5 separate regions of the Mus musculus genome follow, and regions 1, 2, 4 and 5 are each linked to region 3. Evidence: chromatin contacts called from public promoter capture Hi-C data. All regions are on one chromosome and are shown on one strand. The core of a region is the stretch at or near the end of the contact, and the rest is flanking DNA. Distances in the headings are between cores, read along the strand shown. Region 1 holds the start of Slc25a14 (solute carrier family 25 (mitochondrial carrier, brain), member 14). Region 2 holds the start of Rbmx2 (RNA binding motif protein, X-linked 2). Region 3 holds the start of Ocrl (OCRL, inositol polyphosphate-5-phosphatase). Region 4 holds the start of Zfp280c (zinc finger protein 280C). Region 5 holds the start of Rab33a (RAB33A, member RAS oncogene family).

Region 1 (3,094 bases), core at 371-2,870, 710 kb after region 3:
AAGGTATAGTTTTCCATCCCTCATTTGTCTGAAAGGGTGTTGCTTCGCTGATGTCTAAAATGAAAGAGAATTCACCGTTAAAACTAAAAAAAAAAATTATGTGTATAGGTGTTTTGTCTACATGTGTTTCTGCACACCCTATGAAGTTACCTGGGAGGTCATTTGCTCCCTTGGGATTGGAGTTACAGAGGTTTATTTGAGCCTTGGGAATTGAGTGGTGGGAATTCTCTAGAAGAGCAGCTAGTGCTCTTAACTGCTGAGATGTTTCTCTAGCCTCAGAGGATTCACAAGTTGGAATGCATGAGGTCTTTCTCATCTCTGGATTAATGACATTTCTGACATTAACAGAGAGCTTGGGCTCTGAAGTCAGTCTCAAGGTGAAATCTGAATTCTGCCAGTTATGACAAAACTCTGCTTAACTTTTATGACCTTATTTTTCTTAGTTGTTAGGACGGGAAAATAAGTATATCAACTTTATACTTTATAAGGAAATAGCAAGCAAAAAAAAAAAAAAAGCTCTTGCCATCACAGAACCAACGCTATCTATTATAATGTGTGCTGCTGTAAGAATTTAAGTGAAAAAATGTGAATGAGATGTGGAAGATTCTTTTGGAATAAATGAATTTAAAAATTCATCCATTCAACAAATAATCTCTTAGGACCATAGGCCTTGAAGTCACCTATTTATACTTATGTAAACAACAAACACTTTTATTAACTCTCATGTGATTGTGGAAACTGTGACACGTTAAAAGTAATGGGTGTAGCCTTAATATAGCTAATGGATTCCCCCAGAAGTGTCTAGTTCTCCTCTAATGGCCCTGAGAACTGGGATCCGAAGCTGGCGTTTAAACTTGACTTAGCTGATCGTGAGGTGCGGATTAAGAGCTACACTCTTTCCATTATTTTCTCCAGATTCATTTGTTTTAACTTTTCATGGTGCCCTTTCTGTTTCCAACTTGTTCCCAAGTTTGTCTCTGGGCTTTGAGAACAAGGCATGTTCATAATTTTTCAGCGACTGCTGTCTGACATTCACCAGATAAGGGTTATTTGCTTCCCCCATTTTTATTTCCCTTTCTGACCGTAGGTTCAGTCTCTAAATTCTGCTCAGCTTCTAGTCCTCAGTTGCATCTTAAAAATCTCTCACTTAGAAAAATATTTACTTCGTCTTCTCTCATATATTAACATCCTAACCAGTTTTCCCATCCTCCTCTCAGTCCCCTCTCCCGGATCCATTCCTTTCTCTGTTTCCCTTCGGAAAAGAGCCAGCCTCCCAGGGATATCAACCAAACATGGCATATCAAGATACAATAGGACTAGGCACAAACCTTCATACCAAGGCTTAATGAGGCAACCCACTAAAAAAGGGTTCCAGAAAAAGACAAAAGAGCTTCTTCTCCCACTCGTATCTTAAATCCTTTTACTCCACCTCCCTCCACGTGACGCCCCACCCACCTTCTCTCATTTTTTTAAAAAGGCAAAGCAGAGCCTCTGCTCTGGCTGGTAAATGCAGCGTGGGCGGGTGACAAGGCGCCTCCTCTGCTCTCACTGGTGAGCACCTAAGCTGCACAAGCTACTACACTCCCACGCCTTAGCTCTCTCTCCCGAAGCCTGCAGGAAGGCGGGTGGCTAGCTGCCGACCTTTTTGCACAGGATTCTGGACTCTGGCCTTTTGAATTTAATGGTTTCCTTTCATTCGCGCCTTGCTTTTTCCAGGCTAGGAGTGGGCGGAGTTTAGGATGGCTGCGCCACTGTTGCCGAGGCGACGCCTTGGTTACTTCCGTCGGTTTCAATGCTTCCGGGTTGGCGCTGCGGTGGCGTTTCCTACTGTGGTAGCCTCCGCTTCCCAGTCGTCTGCTGAGCTTGAGCAGGTGAGGGGGATGCTCCTGGACTTCCAGGTTGGGGAGCGGGGCTGGGCCGCGCCAGGCCGCGCGGGGCCGGGTTGGCTTGGTTCCCGGCCTGGGAGGGGCTTAACGGTCCTTTGATCTCTCTCTCTCCCCTCAGCTGAGTCCCTTCCCTGTCTTTCACTCTTCTGGCATCGGTGGCTTTACTTCTTCGATTGAGCTCTGCTTCCTCGACCCCCCGGGAGGCCGCCTCCTTCAGGCGCCTCCCTTCTCTCTACGAACTCGCTCTGACAGCCGAGGAACTGGCAAGATCCTGCACCCAGAGGGTGAATGGGTATCTTTCCCGGAATAATCCTAATTTTTCTAAGGGTGAAGTTTGCAACGGCGGCAGTGATTGTAAGCGGAGTAAGCAACCCCCTCCATTGTATAAGTGTGAGGGATGCTGTTGAAAGATGCTCCCCATCACTTCCTATCCCCCTGTCACTCGTGAGGTTCAGGCATTGAAGGCATCTATTAAAATGCAGTTCAGTTACTTGATTGGGATCACAGCTATTATCAACATGAATTTTGTTTCTCAGACAAGGTAGTAGCAGGGACATTTATAGTTTTCTACCAGTGTGTCCTTGCCCAAACCATAGAGATGCCTAGACTAGAAATTAACTCTTTCCTCCTCTTCATTTATATCATGAAGTGTCTTTTGTCAATGTCTCAACAGTTTAACCTCATTGTCAATTAGCATTCTTTTTTTTTTTTTTTGCCTGCTTCCCACTCTCCTAAGCTATTTTCCTACCTCTTCTGTTTGCAATCCACCGTGCTCGGGGTCCCTAGTAGCTAATTACAATAGGCTATTACCTTAATTCACTTGCCTATTAATAGATCTAGTCTTCCTCCAGCACCTTGTTTCCAAGCCTTCCAGTAGAATCTACCCCTTTTACTTGTTTCAGCCAACAAATTTATTGCTTATTCTGCTCGGGTCCTTCATTTCTGTCTCAGTACAAACCATTGGTGCACATTTCTACATGAGTGTGCGCATTTGCACATCTTACCCCACCTAGATGTCTCCCTTCCCTGCTCCTTTTTTTTATATTAAAGATTTATTTATTTATTATATGTAAGTACCCTGTAGCTATCTTCAGACACTCCAGAAGAGGGCATCAGATCTCATTACGGATGGTTGTGAGCCACCGTGTGGTTGCTGGGATTTGAACTCAGGACCTTCGGAAGAACAGTCAGTGCTCTTACCCGCTGAG
Region 2 (3,121 bases), core at 134-2,633, 780 kb after region 3:
TTGTTAAAAGAATGGATTCTGAGTTCTACCTCTGGCCCTAATGATGGAGACGTAATATTCTGATCAGCCTCAAAAGAGAATATTACATGTTGTCTCTTACCTTAAGAGTTCCATACTGCCTCTAACCACAACATTTGGGAGGCAGAGACAGGTGGATCTCTGTGAATTTCAGGCCAGCCCGCTCTACAAAGTGAATGCCAGGAGAGTCACAAGCTCTATAGTGAGACCACGTCTCAGGGGGAAAAAGAGAGTTCCATGCTTCTGAATTGGTAGAATAAATATTGTGAAAATGGGTATACTTCCAAAATTAATTTGCAGATTTCATGCAACACCTTTCAAAATTCTGATGTATTTCACAGGTTTAGAAAAATAACACAAGAATTGATATGGAACTACAAAAGACAATAGGTAGAAAAGAAATCCCAAGGAATAAGAACAATGCTGATAGCATTATAGGACCTGACCTCAAATTTTACTATAGACCTATAGTCATAAGGACAGCCTGGTATTGCTATAAAAGTAGACATTAATATCAATGAAATAGAATAAGAGAATCCAGAATAAAATGCCAAAGCTATTCCTATTTAATTTTTGACAAAGGAAGCAAAAACATATATTGGGAAAAAAATAACCTACTTAAGAAATATGCTGGAAAAACTGAATTTCTATCTGAAGAAGACAGAAATTATGTGAGTGCAAGTGCCCACAGAGGCCAGAGGAGGATCTTCTGAAGTTGGAGTTGTGAGCCACCTGTTTTGGGTGCAGGTTCTCTGGAAAAAAATCAGCAAATGGTCTTAACCACTGAGCCACCTCTCTAGACCTTCAAGCTAATTTTTTTGAAGCTCAGTTTTTTTCCTCTGTAAAATGGGGATGGTAACTGTATTTCATGGGGTTGTTGGGCGGTCAGCCTGGTCTACAGAGCGAGTTCCAAGACAGCTAAGGCTACACAAGGAAACAAACAAGAGATTGAATGAAAAATGCAAATGGCAGAAAGTGAGCCGCCCCCTGGGAGGCAGAGGTTTAGGGTAGGGGCAGGGTGAGGAGTGCTGGGAGGAGCCAATGGTGTGAGCCTTAGCCTGGGGTTTGAGATCTAACAGAGATAACGTGCATAAATTGTCTCTCATTCACAACCTTTAAGTTCTCTAACTCTTTAGTTGATAGGTACTAGTTTGACAATGCTAATTTTTGCCTGCTTGTTTATACGTGGGCATTTAATTCCGACTGGCAGAGGAACACAGGGTCCCCCCATCGCTCTCCATCAAAAAGGGGGCGGGGACTGACTTGGGAACTGTCCCTCCACAGGAGCGAATGCCTGAGAAAGCACCTTCACCTTACTGCGCAGGCGCCAGGGCTTAGCGGGCCGGAACTTCCGGCGGAAGTTCCGCCTCGCGGGCCCCGTGCTCCAATCTGAGCTGGGTGTTCGGGTCGCGGGAGCGCTTTGGAGCCTCACCCGGAAGCTGTTGTCGTCTGAAGCGAGCCGCGCGAAGATGCGAATATGAAGTAAGGATTCTGTTTCTCTGCGGATAGGGGCGGGAGTGTTCTCCGCGGAAGGGAGAGTGGCTTGAGGATGGCCGCCCAGAAAGGGCGGGGACCGGTCCTCGCCCTCCGGGCCTCCGGGCGGGAGAAGCTCGGTAGGGAGAGGGCGGGCTGGGAGGAAAAGTACTTATCGCACTTACCGGCTTGCCTGCCACCCGCGCAGCCCTCTGACTAAGGTGAAGCTGATCAATGAACTGAATGAGCGAGAGGTTCAACTTGGAGTGGCGGAAAAGGTGTCTTGGCACTCGGAATACAAGCACAGCGCCTGGATCTTTGTTGGTGAGGTCCCCATTTTTCTCCAGCAGTGCCTTTCAGAGTCCGCCCCGTCCCTTCCCCTCCCCTCCCCATCCCTCTCCATCCCTCTCCCCTCCCCTCCCCTCCTCATCCCTCTCCTCTCCTCTCTCCACCCCTTCCCCTCTCCTCCCTATGCCCCCTCCCCCGGTTATTTAGTGCCCCTGGTCATCGCTTCTGAACAAGCTCATCACCTCACACTCTGGAAGCTCCTCTGCTCACAGGTCCACTTTTCAGTTGCCTTCAGCGCTTCTTAGAATTGGTATTTGCCTTTCATTCTATTCAAAACCTTGCTACTTGGCTGCTCAGAGACAGTTCATTCCACAGTCAACCTATCACGATGTCAAAGAAACGGAGGCGCAGACAGGTTACTGGACTTGCTTAAGGTCACATGCTGCAGCACTTCAAAACTGTGGGGCTTGTGCTCTTCGTCACGGTCACATACCGATCGTGTGTGTGTCTGCCCTTCCTCACAATGATTTTTCTCCTCTCCTGGGCTTCTGCTCCTAGTCCTTAGCTGTACCGTGATGTACCTGGTCAGACATTAGCTGGATTTGAAGACATTAAGGCTTGATTCAAAATTAGCTTTACTCCGGCTGAACATTTGAAAGGCCACCTGAAAATGTGACAGGATCAGGGAAAGCTACTTCTGATGAAAAGAATAGAGTCTGGAGTACACCCCTGGCCCTGGGTAGATACCAGGACATTTTCAGGAAACCTACATGTTACATACTAGTGTGCCCCTTCCTTCAGACATAATCCAACAGAGCTTTAAGTCATCTGGCCAGTAGACACCTGTCAGGAAAGCTCAGTCACCGCCAGACACGCTAGGGACACGGGAGGGAAATGATCCCCAGTGCAGGTGGTGCTGATGTCCGCCCTAAGTCTACCTGCTGCTCTGAGGCCTCGCTGAGCCCCACCTCTCCCTTTCTTTCTGTTCTCTGGGTGCTGGCGGAAATCCTGAGCCTGCTTGCCCCTAACACGCTGGGCTTTCTCATCTCACATCTAAATGTTTTCCTGTCCCTTTGCGGCTACTGCTCTGTCCCCATTTTTGTGCACTCCTGCTTGCTCCACCTCCTAATTCTGAAGGCATGGCTGCCAACCCTTCTGTAGCTCCCTCCTCCCTCCTCCTCCCGGTAGCTGGCGAATCTTACACCTTGCCTCCCTATCAGCTCTCCCTCAAATGCTAACACAATGGACCTCAAGCTTGCCCTTTAGTCTGTTTTAGAATTATTTTACCAAGATTAGAGACTGAGAGCCTTTGTAAAAGGGGAACTCTTGAGTCTCTGGGGAC
Region 3 (3,163 bases), core at 496-2,995:
AACAACATTATGAACTAACCAGTACCCCGGAGCTCTTGACTCTAGCTGCATATATATCAAAAGATGGCCTAGTCGGCCATCACTGGAAAGAGAGGCCCATTGGACTTGCAAACTTTATATGCCCCAGTACAGGGGAACACCAGGGCCAAAAAGGGGGAGTGGGTGGGCAGGGGAGTGGGGGTGGGTGGATATGGGGGACTTTTGGTATAGCATTGGAAATGTAAATGAGCTAAATACCTAATAAAAAATGGAAAAAAAATCCAAAACAAGTTCCATGCCTTCTTATTCCAGAGAGAAGAACCAGAACATGATTACAATCAGGTGAAAGCAAAACAAAACAAATCCAAAAGTATAAAAAGCTTACTGTCAAATATCTGGGACTCATTTGTGATCTTTTGGGCTCTAAAGTGCTTGGTTAATCTTACCTCTCCATAGCACACACAGCTTGTCTGGTAAGCTCAGGTTGTCTACCAACTATAAGATATCCTGAAATTAATTTCCCTTTTCATGGTGTGAGATGAAAATCAAATTTTACAATTTTACATGTGGAAAAATCAATATCCCAAGTGTTATTTAGTGAAGAATAGATTCTTCCCTCACTGATAGGAAATGACATATATACTGAGTATTAATCTTCTATAAGCCTGTGGGTGTATTTGAGCGCTATATTCTCCATTCCACTGGTCTGTATTCAAACAACTGAAATAGTAGCACTTTTGGTGGCTTTCAACAGAGAAGAAAAGTTAAAGGAGGGGCTGGAGAGATGTGTCAGCCCTTAAGAGCACTGACTGCTCTTCTGAAGCTCCTGAGTTCAAATCCCAGAACCACATGGTGGCTCACAACCATCTGTAATGAGATCTGATGCCCTCTTCTTGGGTGTCTGAACAAAGCAGCAAGAGGGCTGGGCGAGTGGGGCCGGAGCAGTCTGAAAACAGCTACAGTGTATTTACATATAATAAATAAATAGATCTTAAGAAAGAGAAAAAGAAAGAAAGAAAGAAAGAAAGAAAGAAAGAAAGAAAGAAAGAAAGGAAGGAAGAAAGAAAGAAAGAAGCTAGCTTAAAGGAGAAGTGCAACTAACAGGATTTCTTTGGAGGGAAATTCAGTAACCCAGATGGGATATCATAGTAGAGTGATGGCGGGGGGGGGGGGGTGGGGGGTGGGGAGGAGGAGAGAAGATAAGAGGAAGATAGCTTGTAGCTTTAAATTTCCGGGCTGGTGGCAGAGTGAAAAGGTGAGTTAGTTTTGTCAATGAGAAGTATTTTCACAATGGGCTACACTAAGAGGCCTAGACTCACCCTGTGTGCTTGAACTTTATACACTTGGAAGTCACCTGGAGAGGATGAAAAATGGGAAATAGAAGAACAGAAGGCTGAGCTATGAGTCATTTTCCAATTTAGGGGATAGAAGAAAGAAATGGAAAGAGAAAACACCTTAAACGATGATCAATAGAAGGCTTCATAACCTTCAAAACCTTAAGGATTTGGGGGTGGGAGAATAGTATGCTTGTGGGTCCTATAGGCCCAGTTCAACTGGTGTAGCAGTTTCTTTTCTCTGAGCATCTTCAAAGTCCTCAGATCCCTTCTAGGATGTTGCAGATAGCAATTTGAAGAGGGACCTGCTATGGAGTCCCCAAGTCCTTCGGGTGCCTAGCTGCAGTTCCCCAGGTTGGCCGCAGGGGGCGAAATCTGCGGCGGCCTGGCAGGCGGGCGGGGGCGGGAGGCGCCGCTCTCTCTCTCTGGTCAGTCTCTCTCCTCCCGGCTCTAAAGCTCCCCGGCTGGCTCCCGGGCTCCCGGGTTCCCGGGCTCCCGGGCTTCCAGGCTCCCAGCGCTGGAGCCCTTCCTCTCCGCCTAGGCGAGGCAGGCCGGCGGCAGGCCGCAGGAGGTGGTGTCGTGGAATCCGCTGGCAGTCCGCAGCCCCGCAGAGCCTGGAGGCCGCCCTGATGGAGCCGCGGCTCCCGATTGGAGCTCAGCCCCTGGCAGTATCCGTCTGAGAGAAGGGGGGAAGGGGAAGGGAGGCCGTAAGGGCGTGGGGTGCGGGTTGGGGTGCAGCATGTCCTAGGGCGAGCAGAGTAGGGAAAGGGGACCTGCTCAGGAGTGGACGCTGGGATAGCTGAGGAGAGCTGACGATATGAGTCTGGCCCCGCGTCACCCCAATTTGGCTGCGTTTGCAAAAAAAAAAAAAAAAAAAAAAAAAAAAGAAAAAGAAAAGAAAAGAAAGAAAAAGAAAAATTAGAGATCCTTGACCAGTGCCTGCATATGGTGGCGGGTTTGGAGATGAAGGGTCCCCTCCGGGAACCCTGCGTCCTGACCCTAGCCCGGAGGAATGGGCAGTATGAGTAAGTAATCTGACTCCCACCGAGGAGAGCGCCTTCTTCTATAAACCTCCTTGAGCCTGAAACCGCAGGGAGCCACCCACCTTGGCCAAGAGGGCAACAGGTTCACAGCTAGGTGTGTAGAGTGAGCTGCCTGAGCCAGGGCCTCCCACCCCCAACTTCTAAGCTACTAGATAACTCCTGGGCCCTGTGGCTCAGTGGATGGACTCAATGGACAGGAAAGCAGGAAGCCTGGGTTCTTAGTTCCTTCACCCTGTCTGTAACTGACATGCGTTGTGTAACCCAAGTTAATCAAGCTTTCTGAGCCTTGGTTTCCTCTTGAGTTGAATAAAACCATAAACTGTCTTATGGCTATTGGAGATAAAACTGGGGGACCACCCAGGCAAAAGTGGCTTACAAGTAAAAGTGCAATGGAAATGCTATGTTGCTAATGTTACAGACATGTCTTTTTTCCCATTCAACTGGTTCTTCCTGTCCCCAGATCCTCTTTTTTTTTTCCGTTTGCTTGAAGGCAAATGCATTAATTCACTAATGTGTTGGCGCAGGGCAGCCACTGTCGCACTGGACCGGACTATTTGGAAAGCAAAGTTAATGAAATGTGTAGAAACAGAATGGCATTTGACATTTTTCTCAGTGCATGTCACCTCCAACTCTTCCTGGGATGATGGCAGCTCAGTAAATACAGATGACTGATTGAGCAGATGATTATTTTCATAAGCAGTCACCACAGCTGCTAACCTTGCCCCCTTGCCACTAATACTTCATCTTTAAAGTTTCCACGGTGACCGTTTCATATCACAGTGCCCTATCGCTGTATATGTGCAAGCT
Region 4 (3,261 bases), core at 657-3,156, 680 kb after region 3:
AAATTTCAGTTTCATTCTTCATTAAAAAGAATTTCAGTTTAAATTGTATCTTGAGTCCTCATACACACACCATATAGTTTACAATGAGAGGGTGATGCACAAAAATCATAAATTACAGGCTAGGCTAAGCTATACAGGAAGGTTCAGGGTTGGCCTGAGCTACATAGTAAAACTTGGGCTTGGAAAATCAAGAGCTGGTATGTAGCTCAACAACAGAGCATTTACTTAGCACGCACAACAGCCTGGGATTTATACTTAGGATTGAGAGGAAAAAGCAGACATCTCAGCTCCTAAAATGCCTTAGTTAGGTAAGGCAGATGGCTCAGTGAGTAAAGACACTTGCCACCAAGCCTGATTATCTGAGTTCAATCCTTGGAGTTTACATAATGGAAGGAGAAAACCAACTATGTAAGTTGTCCTTTAACCATTACATGAATGCTTTGGCATACTTGTGCATGCAGGTGCGTGTGTGTGTACATACACACATGCATAGACAATAGAAAAAGAATTAAATGCATTTGTTTATATTTTCATTCCCCACTTTTCTCTTCCTCTCTCTCCTCCCACTTCATACTGTTCCTCTTTCTCTCTCTGAGTCAGGGTTTTGTTACCCTGGTTAGCTTGAAGGTTTAATTGTACACTGGTCTGGCTTTAAACGTGCTGTGATCCTCCTGCTTCTGCCTCCCAACTGCTGAGATCACAGGTATGCACCATCGTGCCTTGATGGTATAAAAAAGGAGTATCATGTCTAAATTGTTATCAAATAGCTGTTGCTGTAACCCTTTTATCTTTATGTCAATTATTAAAGTAAAAGCAATTTGTAGAGAATAAATTTTAAAAGCCTAGAGGTACATTTTTATTCAAGTTACTGGGTTTGTCAAGGCTTCCTAAAGTACTAGTTAATTTAATCTAAAAACCAATTATCGTTCAAAATGTGTGTGTGTGTGTGTGTGTGTGTGTGTGTGTGTGTGTGTGTGTGTGAAAGTCAGAAGACAACCTAAAGGGGTTGTTTCTCTCCTACCATATGGGTCCTTGCGATTGAGCTCAAGTTCTCAGGTTTGGTGGTAGCAATTACATCACCTTCCTGGCTCCAGAAAGACAAAGTCCTCCCTGAAAACAGAAAGAAAAAAATTATTCAGCTATAATTAATATATACAAATTGATCCCTAGTACTTCCAAAAATTCTGTATGGTTCTAAGTGTTCTCCTAGAAAAATAAAATAAGTGGAAGAATAGGAAGGCGTAGAATCCCTTCCCTTCATAAAAAGGTAATGTTAAGTGGCGAAACGCTGGGCTGAAAAGGCCAGCCTATATTGGGAATTTTAGGAAACTGGAGCAAAGGGATTAAATAGGAAAAGCTGAGGTTGGCAGTTCTTCATTATCAGTACTTTTTCCAATGCTCTTCTTCAGCTTTTAAACGTACTTGGATATAGTATTATTCAAATGCTAAAATGTACAAACAATATAACATCTTTAAAAACTGTAGCGACAAGAGGCTGGAGAGATGGCTCAGCACATGTGGCTCTTCCAGAACTCAAGATGCTCTTCCAGAGGTCCTGAGTTCAGTTCCCAGCAACCACATGGTGGCTCATAACCATCTGTAATGGGATCCGATGCCATCTTTTGGCCTGCAGGCATATATGCAGTTCGGATGCTGTATATATAATAAGTATTAAAAAATAGGAAAATGATTTTTTTTAAATGTAGAGATGGGAATTGAGTAACACTTCTTAAAAATTTTAGGCAAACCTCCTTGCTTTTCTTTCTCTGGAACTTCGACATGCCTATAAAATAAATGAGGCATTATTTAATGAATTGAACCTTAGGCAAAAGCTAGAAAGTACTGGCGTATGAACTGGTTTTAAGATGCATTTAACCCTCAAGAAACTGGAGTCCTCCCTCAGGGAGTGGAGAGGTCTGGTGAGGTGGGGGTGGGGGGATGGGGACATTCTCGTGGAGATGGGGGGGAGGAGGTATGGGATGTGGAACCGTAAGATGGTGGACCGGGAGGGGGATAAAATCTGGACTGTAAAAAAAAATTAAATAAATAAGAACTGGTTTTAAGGTGACAGGGATGAAGGCTCTTAGCTGGAATCCTGAGGCAGCAGGATCAGGAGTTCATGGATAGCCTTAGTTACATATCAAATACAAGGCTATATGAGACCCTCTCAAAAACAAACAAATAAACCCAAACAGCAGGAGGTCTGGAGACTGGCTCAGTAAGTAAGGGGGTCTGTTCCCCAAAATGATGATCAGAGATCTACCTGTGGGACCTAGACAGTAGAAAGTGAGAACTTACAACTACCATGTTGTCATCTGACCTTCAAATTGTGAGGACAAACGTGTGTGTGTGTGTGTGTGTGTGTGTGTGTGTGTGTGTGTGTGTGTGTGCGTGCGCACACACACACACACACACACACACACACACACACAGACTCACACACAGGTAATTTTAAAACCACCACAAGTGGCTCTATTTACTGACCACAAAACCTCTTGAAGCTAGTTCTTCATCTCAAAACAGTTCTTTAATACCTTACAACCCTGTAGAGGAGTGGCAGCAAACAAACACTCAATCAAATGTTATCACAATTGCATTTGTATGGCTATTAAAGCAAAGGCACAGATTAGCACCTTCGTAGATACAGTGTTTCTTTTATTTTTATTTATTTATTTATTTTACTTTAAGATGGCTTGAATCACACTGTATCTCTTTTAGGCACCTCACAAATACCTAGGAAACTTTTGTAGCTTAAAACTGGATTTATGTATCAAATACAGTTTTAGAGGAGCTAAAAGGCACTGAAACTGATAATCCAACCCCCAAACAACAAAATCAAAAATTCAAGCTCATAGACTTAGCTGATCCTCTCAAACAAAGAGAGGTCCTTGGATAAAGATCTTCCACATCTGGGAGAAACTGCTTCACTTCACATTGAGACTTCTTCCTAAAAGAATTCAAACTTGAGGAGCATTGAAAGGGACTCCATGTCTGCAGCAGGCTTTCCTCCTCCGAATGAAATGCTTCCCCCGTTGCTTAAAAACGAAAAACCCTGCACAGCTTACTGATGGAAAATCGTGCATCTAAGTCCACGTCTCTCCAGTCTGGGTTTTTTATTTTCTAGAATCTAGACAATAACCCGCGGAGAGAAAGATTTCTGTGACAGAGAAGGGCAGTTCCTTTGGGAAGAATGCCGTGCCCTACTAGCATGGCAAACCCGCTAGCAGTTCTGGGTAAGGGGTAAGGTATAACTTAAGGGCC
Region 5 (3,370 bases), core at 598-3,097, 610 kb after region 3:
AGGTCAGCCTGGTACAGAGTAAGTTTCAGGTAAAGAAAAGCTTAGGTCCAGGCATGGTGGTCCACATCTTTAATCCTAGCACTCAGGAGACAGAGGCAGGCAGATGGAGCCAGAAGATTAGAACAGATGGCCAAAGTTAGTATGAGGCCAAGCAGAGCAATCCAGTCAGAAGCTGAGAGAAGCCAGTTTGAATCAGTCAGCTTAGAGAGGAGTTTGGGCCAAAACAGCTGACTTGAACCAGTCAGACAGAATTCAGAAAGAGCTAGAAAGGATGGCCTTATTCAAAAGTAAGCCTTAGAGGTTGAAACCATTCTGGGCCTAGAGTAGATTATACAGAGTCTAGAAGCTTCCAATCCTAGGCCTAGGTTAGCAGATGGAAGCTGTAAGTCTCTGAGATGACAATTATACCAGGTGAACAAAAGTTACTTTTACATTTTTCCTTAGTGGGAATGGATTTCATTACACTGAGGCTTCCTGTAGATCAGCCTCACATGCAAAATGGCAGCTCATGTGTGCTGCTGGCTCCCCTGACTTTGATGACATTAGCAATATCTCATATGTTGATGCTAATGGTATATGTCTGTGATACCTTAGCCTATGAAATATAAGGGAGATGAGCAAATTCCTAAAACAAACATAAAATGGGTACTCATTGTTGTATGCAAATCGTACCTAAGTTGACTTCATACAGATGTTAAACCTGAAAGTCACTTTTGGGAGATGGAATATGGGTCTTGACCAAGTTGTGTGATGGTTAGTAAGCCTTGGGAAGCTACCCTCTGAAATCGTAAAAAAGTTGTATTCATTTATCATCTTCCAAGCATAATCTAGGCTTCTGACAAATTAGACCCAACCACTATATTCTACATTCACTTGCAGGGGGTGGGTGGACCCTCCTTGGGATTCCAATTCCCCTTCAAACTCTGCCAATCTGAAACACCGTATGGCTTTGTGAAGGGCTCAGTGTATCAGGAATCATGGGGTTTATGCCGTGTCCTAAGTGCCCTCACCTGGGCCTGTAATGGTTAGCCACAGAAACAAAGTCCCCCTTTGCTGGAACTGTCCCCACTAGTTCCCCCTCCTCCTAGCCTCTGTATGGCCCTCTCCCGCGGCGGGCCTTCCTCATTGGCCAGCCAAACACAACCGACTGTGGCAGCCAATGGGAACCACCCTCCTGAACATTCAGAGGGTGGGTGCTCGTGGTGTGATGAGGGGAGGTTGGCGCCTGGTACGAGCCCCCCTACATCTGGCAAGTCTTTGACAGAAACAGTAACACCCCCTACACACTCACGCCCGTGCCCCGTGTCTGCCTCCTTTCAGCTGCGTGGGGGCCCTCCACAAGCCACTGCGTTCACTGGTGTCCTGGCAGTGTCCTCCCCAATTCCTTGGGCACCAAAGAGTGCACCTGCTTACTCAGTAAGACTGAATACCTCCTTTTCCTAAGACTTGGTGGGGGGAGGCAGGGAACCACAGTGGCGCAGCTGTCAGTGGCTGTGGAGGTGTGAACAAGGTATCTCAGATCCCGACCCCTTAATGCTGCACCGGACTCGAAACTCTCCTGCGATGCCTTAGGGTACAGCGCTCTTTGTCTTCCCCAGCTGTGCTCACTGCCCACCGAGCCTATGCGCTCAAAGTAGGGGTGGGAAGCCTGAAACCCACCACAGAACTGGGGACAAGAAGAGAAGGCTCGCCTGAGGCGCTGTGTTCCACACTCCTCATCCCTTCCCTGTTGTGCTTAGGCTTTCTCCCTCCAGTGTGTCCCTGGGGTCCAGAAGGGGAGGGTCTAAGCAAAGGCGCGGCACAGCCTGAGCCTGCAGTCCCAGAGCTCACACACCGGCAGAAGGAGACCTCTCAAGGCTGGCCCAGTCTCCATTTCTTCTCTCTCAAGCTTTTGTGTCTGTGCCTTTGAGCTGAAAGGAGGGTGCACTAGGAAAGGAGGAGGGGTGCCTGGGGTGAGAGCACCCTCTTCACGCGCGCGCGCACACACACGTTGCCGGCGCACGCACACACGGGCGGACACACACTTCCAGACGCGCGTGCGAGCACACACACATACACACACACACACGCACAAAGCTCTCTCGCTTTGAGCGCACTAACGTGGCCGCTTTCTTTGTGTGGAGCCCTCGAGTGGGGTTGGGACCCGGGTCCTGTCCCGGGGAGATGGCACAGCCCATCCTGGGCCATGGGAGCCTGCAGCCCGCCTCAGCTGCTGGCTTGGCATCCTTGGAGCTCGACTCATCGATGGACCAGTACGTGCAGATTCGCATTTTCAAAATCATCGTGATTGGGGATTCCAACGTGGGCAAGACCTGCCTGACCTTCCGCTTCTGCGGGGGTACTTTCCCAGACAAGACTGAGGCCACTATCGGTGTGGACTTCAGGGAGAAGACCGTGGAAATCGAGGGCGAGAAGATCAAGGTGATCCTGCTGGTCAGGTCCGGGCAGGGAGGAACCTGGGAGGGGGTTTCCGCCTGAGGTATATTGCTAGTGATAATAAATGACTAGCTTTGGCTGTGTCGCCACCTGCCGAGCTCAAGACCCTGGGCACATCCACAACCCTTTTAGCTTCTTTCAGGGGCCCATCCCCACCTAACCCAAATTTTCTGGCAAGCCAGGGTGGTTGCATTCTTACCCTTTGCCCCTACCTGACAGCTTTGGCCGGGAAAAGCAGGTTTGAAATTGTTCTCAATCCTAAACGGGAGAGACACCCCTGAACACAGAAAGGCCTGAGACATCTCTGGTCCTAGTTTTGTGGGATGGATCTCAAAGCACTTTACACATTTTGAGGTCCTTTCTACCTCTTGGGTGCCAATAGGCTGCAAAAAAGAAAAAAAAAAGTCATCCTGGCTAAGCCCTGTGACATTAGAGAGGTTGGGAATAAATGGAGCAAGAACACGGCTTTATTTTAGAATGCAGTTTATACTTGTGAGTAGAGCTGACTTGAGATGGAGGTGGCATGGAGCATGGTTATGTCACAAAGCCCTTTTAAAGGCTGAGACACAGTCACCTGCTGGCTCTTCATAATCTCCCAAAACTTGTTCTTTGGGGGCAGTCCCTCCCAGATGCTTGCTGCTTTAGATCGGTTTGGATGAAGCTGGTGAATGAAGAGCCCATTACTCATTCTACTGGCATTGTCTTCAGAAGGCTTGTTGGGAAACACACAACAACTTCTCTGAGGGTCAGGGGGAAGTGCCTTGACATAGTTTACTAAATAGGCCAAGTACAAATATTTTTGTATGTTCATTTAGTGTAGCGAAAGTAGAAACTCGGTAAGACAGGGTATGTCAGTGTGTTGGGAGGGGGTAGCAGGAAGCGGGGTATGGCAAGGACAGCTTTGTGTGTCATAGAAAGCTTGTAAGAAGACACC

What was found. Promoter capture Hi-C pulls out the DNA fragments that hold promoters and counts their contacts. Capture Hi-C pulls out chosen DNA fragments and counts their contacts.
Region 1: a contact with region 3 is called in a promoter capture Hi-C map of adipose tissue, with 2.7 times the contacts expected there. The contact joins the promoter of Slc25a14 here to the promoter of Ocrl in region 3. A contact is called at or near these places in 3 of 39 promoter capture datasets (erythroid cells, hippocampal neurons and liver), 1 of 115 datasets of contacts at active chromatin or transcription factors (acute myeloid leukemia) and 1 of 9 other capture datasets (adipose tissue).
Region 2: a promoter capture Hi-C map of adipose tissue shows a contact between it and region 3, with 2.9 times the contacts expected there. The contact joins the promoter of Rbmx2 here to the promoter of Ocrl in region 3. A contact is called at or near these places in 4 of 39 promoter capture datasets (erythroid cells, hematopoietic stem and progenitor cells, liver and 1 more) and 2 of 9 other capture datasets (adipose tissue and liver).
Region 4: a contact with region 3 is called in a promoter capture Hi-C map of adipose tissue, with 2.2 times the contacts expected there. The contact joins the promoter of Zfp280c here to the promoter of Ocrl in region 3. A contact is called at or near these places in 1 of 39 promoter capture datasets (erythroid cells) and 2 of 9 other capture datasets (adipose tissue and liver).
Region 5: a contact with region 3 is called in a promoter capture Hi-C map of the HPC-7 cell line. The contact joins the promoter of Rab33a here to the promoter of Ocrl in region 3. A contact is called at or near these places in 5 of 39 promoter capture datasets (the HPC-7 cell line, cranial neural crest, erythroid cells and 2 more) and 1 of 9 other capture datasets (liver).

The regions. Positions count from the first base shown.
Region 1 is chrX:48,621,958-48,625,051 of GRCm38.p6, forward strand. It overlaps Slc25a14 (solute carrier family 25 (mitochondrial carrier, brain), member 14), which reads left to right and starts at 1,621. Exons shown (of 11, transcript NM_001166450.3): 1 at 1,621-1,871; 2 at 2,005-2,249. The coding sequence starts at 2,175.
Region 2 is chrX:48,693,621-48,696,741 of GRCm38.p6, forward strand. Rbmx2 (RNA binding motif protein, X-linked 2) reads left to right here and starts at 1,384. Exons shown (of 6, transcript NM_173376.3): 1 at 1,384-1,500; 2 at 1,700-1,815. The coding sequence starts at 1,496.
Region 3 is chrX:47,910,711-47,913,873 of GRCm38.p6, forward strand. Ocrl (OCRL, inositol polyphosphate-5-phosphatase) reads left to right here and starts at 1,746. Exons shown (of 24, transcript NM_177215.3): 1 at 1,746-1,981; 2 at 2,259-2,338. The coding sequence starts at 1,943.
Region 4 is chrX:48,590,652-48,593,912 of GRCm38.p6, forward strand. It overlaps Zfp280c (zinc finger protein 280C), which reads right to left and starts at 1,907. Exons shown (of 19, transcript NM_153532.4): 1 at 1,022-1,907.
Region 5 is chrX:48,517,438-48,520,807 of GRCm38.p6, forward strand. It overlaps Rab33a (RAB33A, member RAS oncogene family), which reads left to right and starts at 1,848. Exons shown (of 2, transcript NM_011228.2): 1 at 1,848-2,421. The coding sequence starts at 2,164.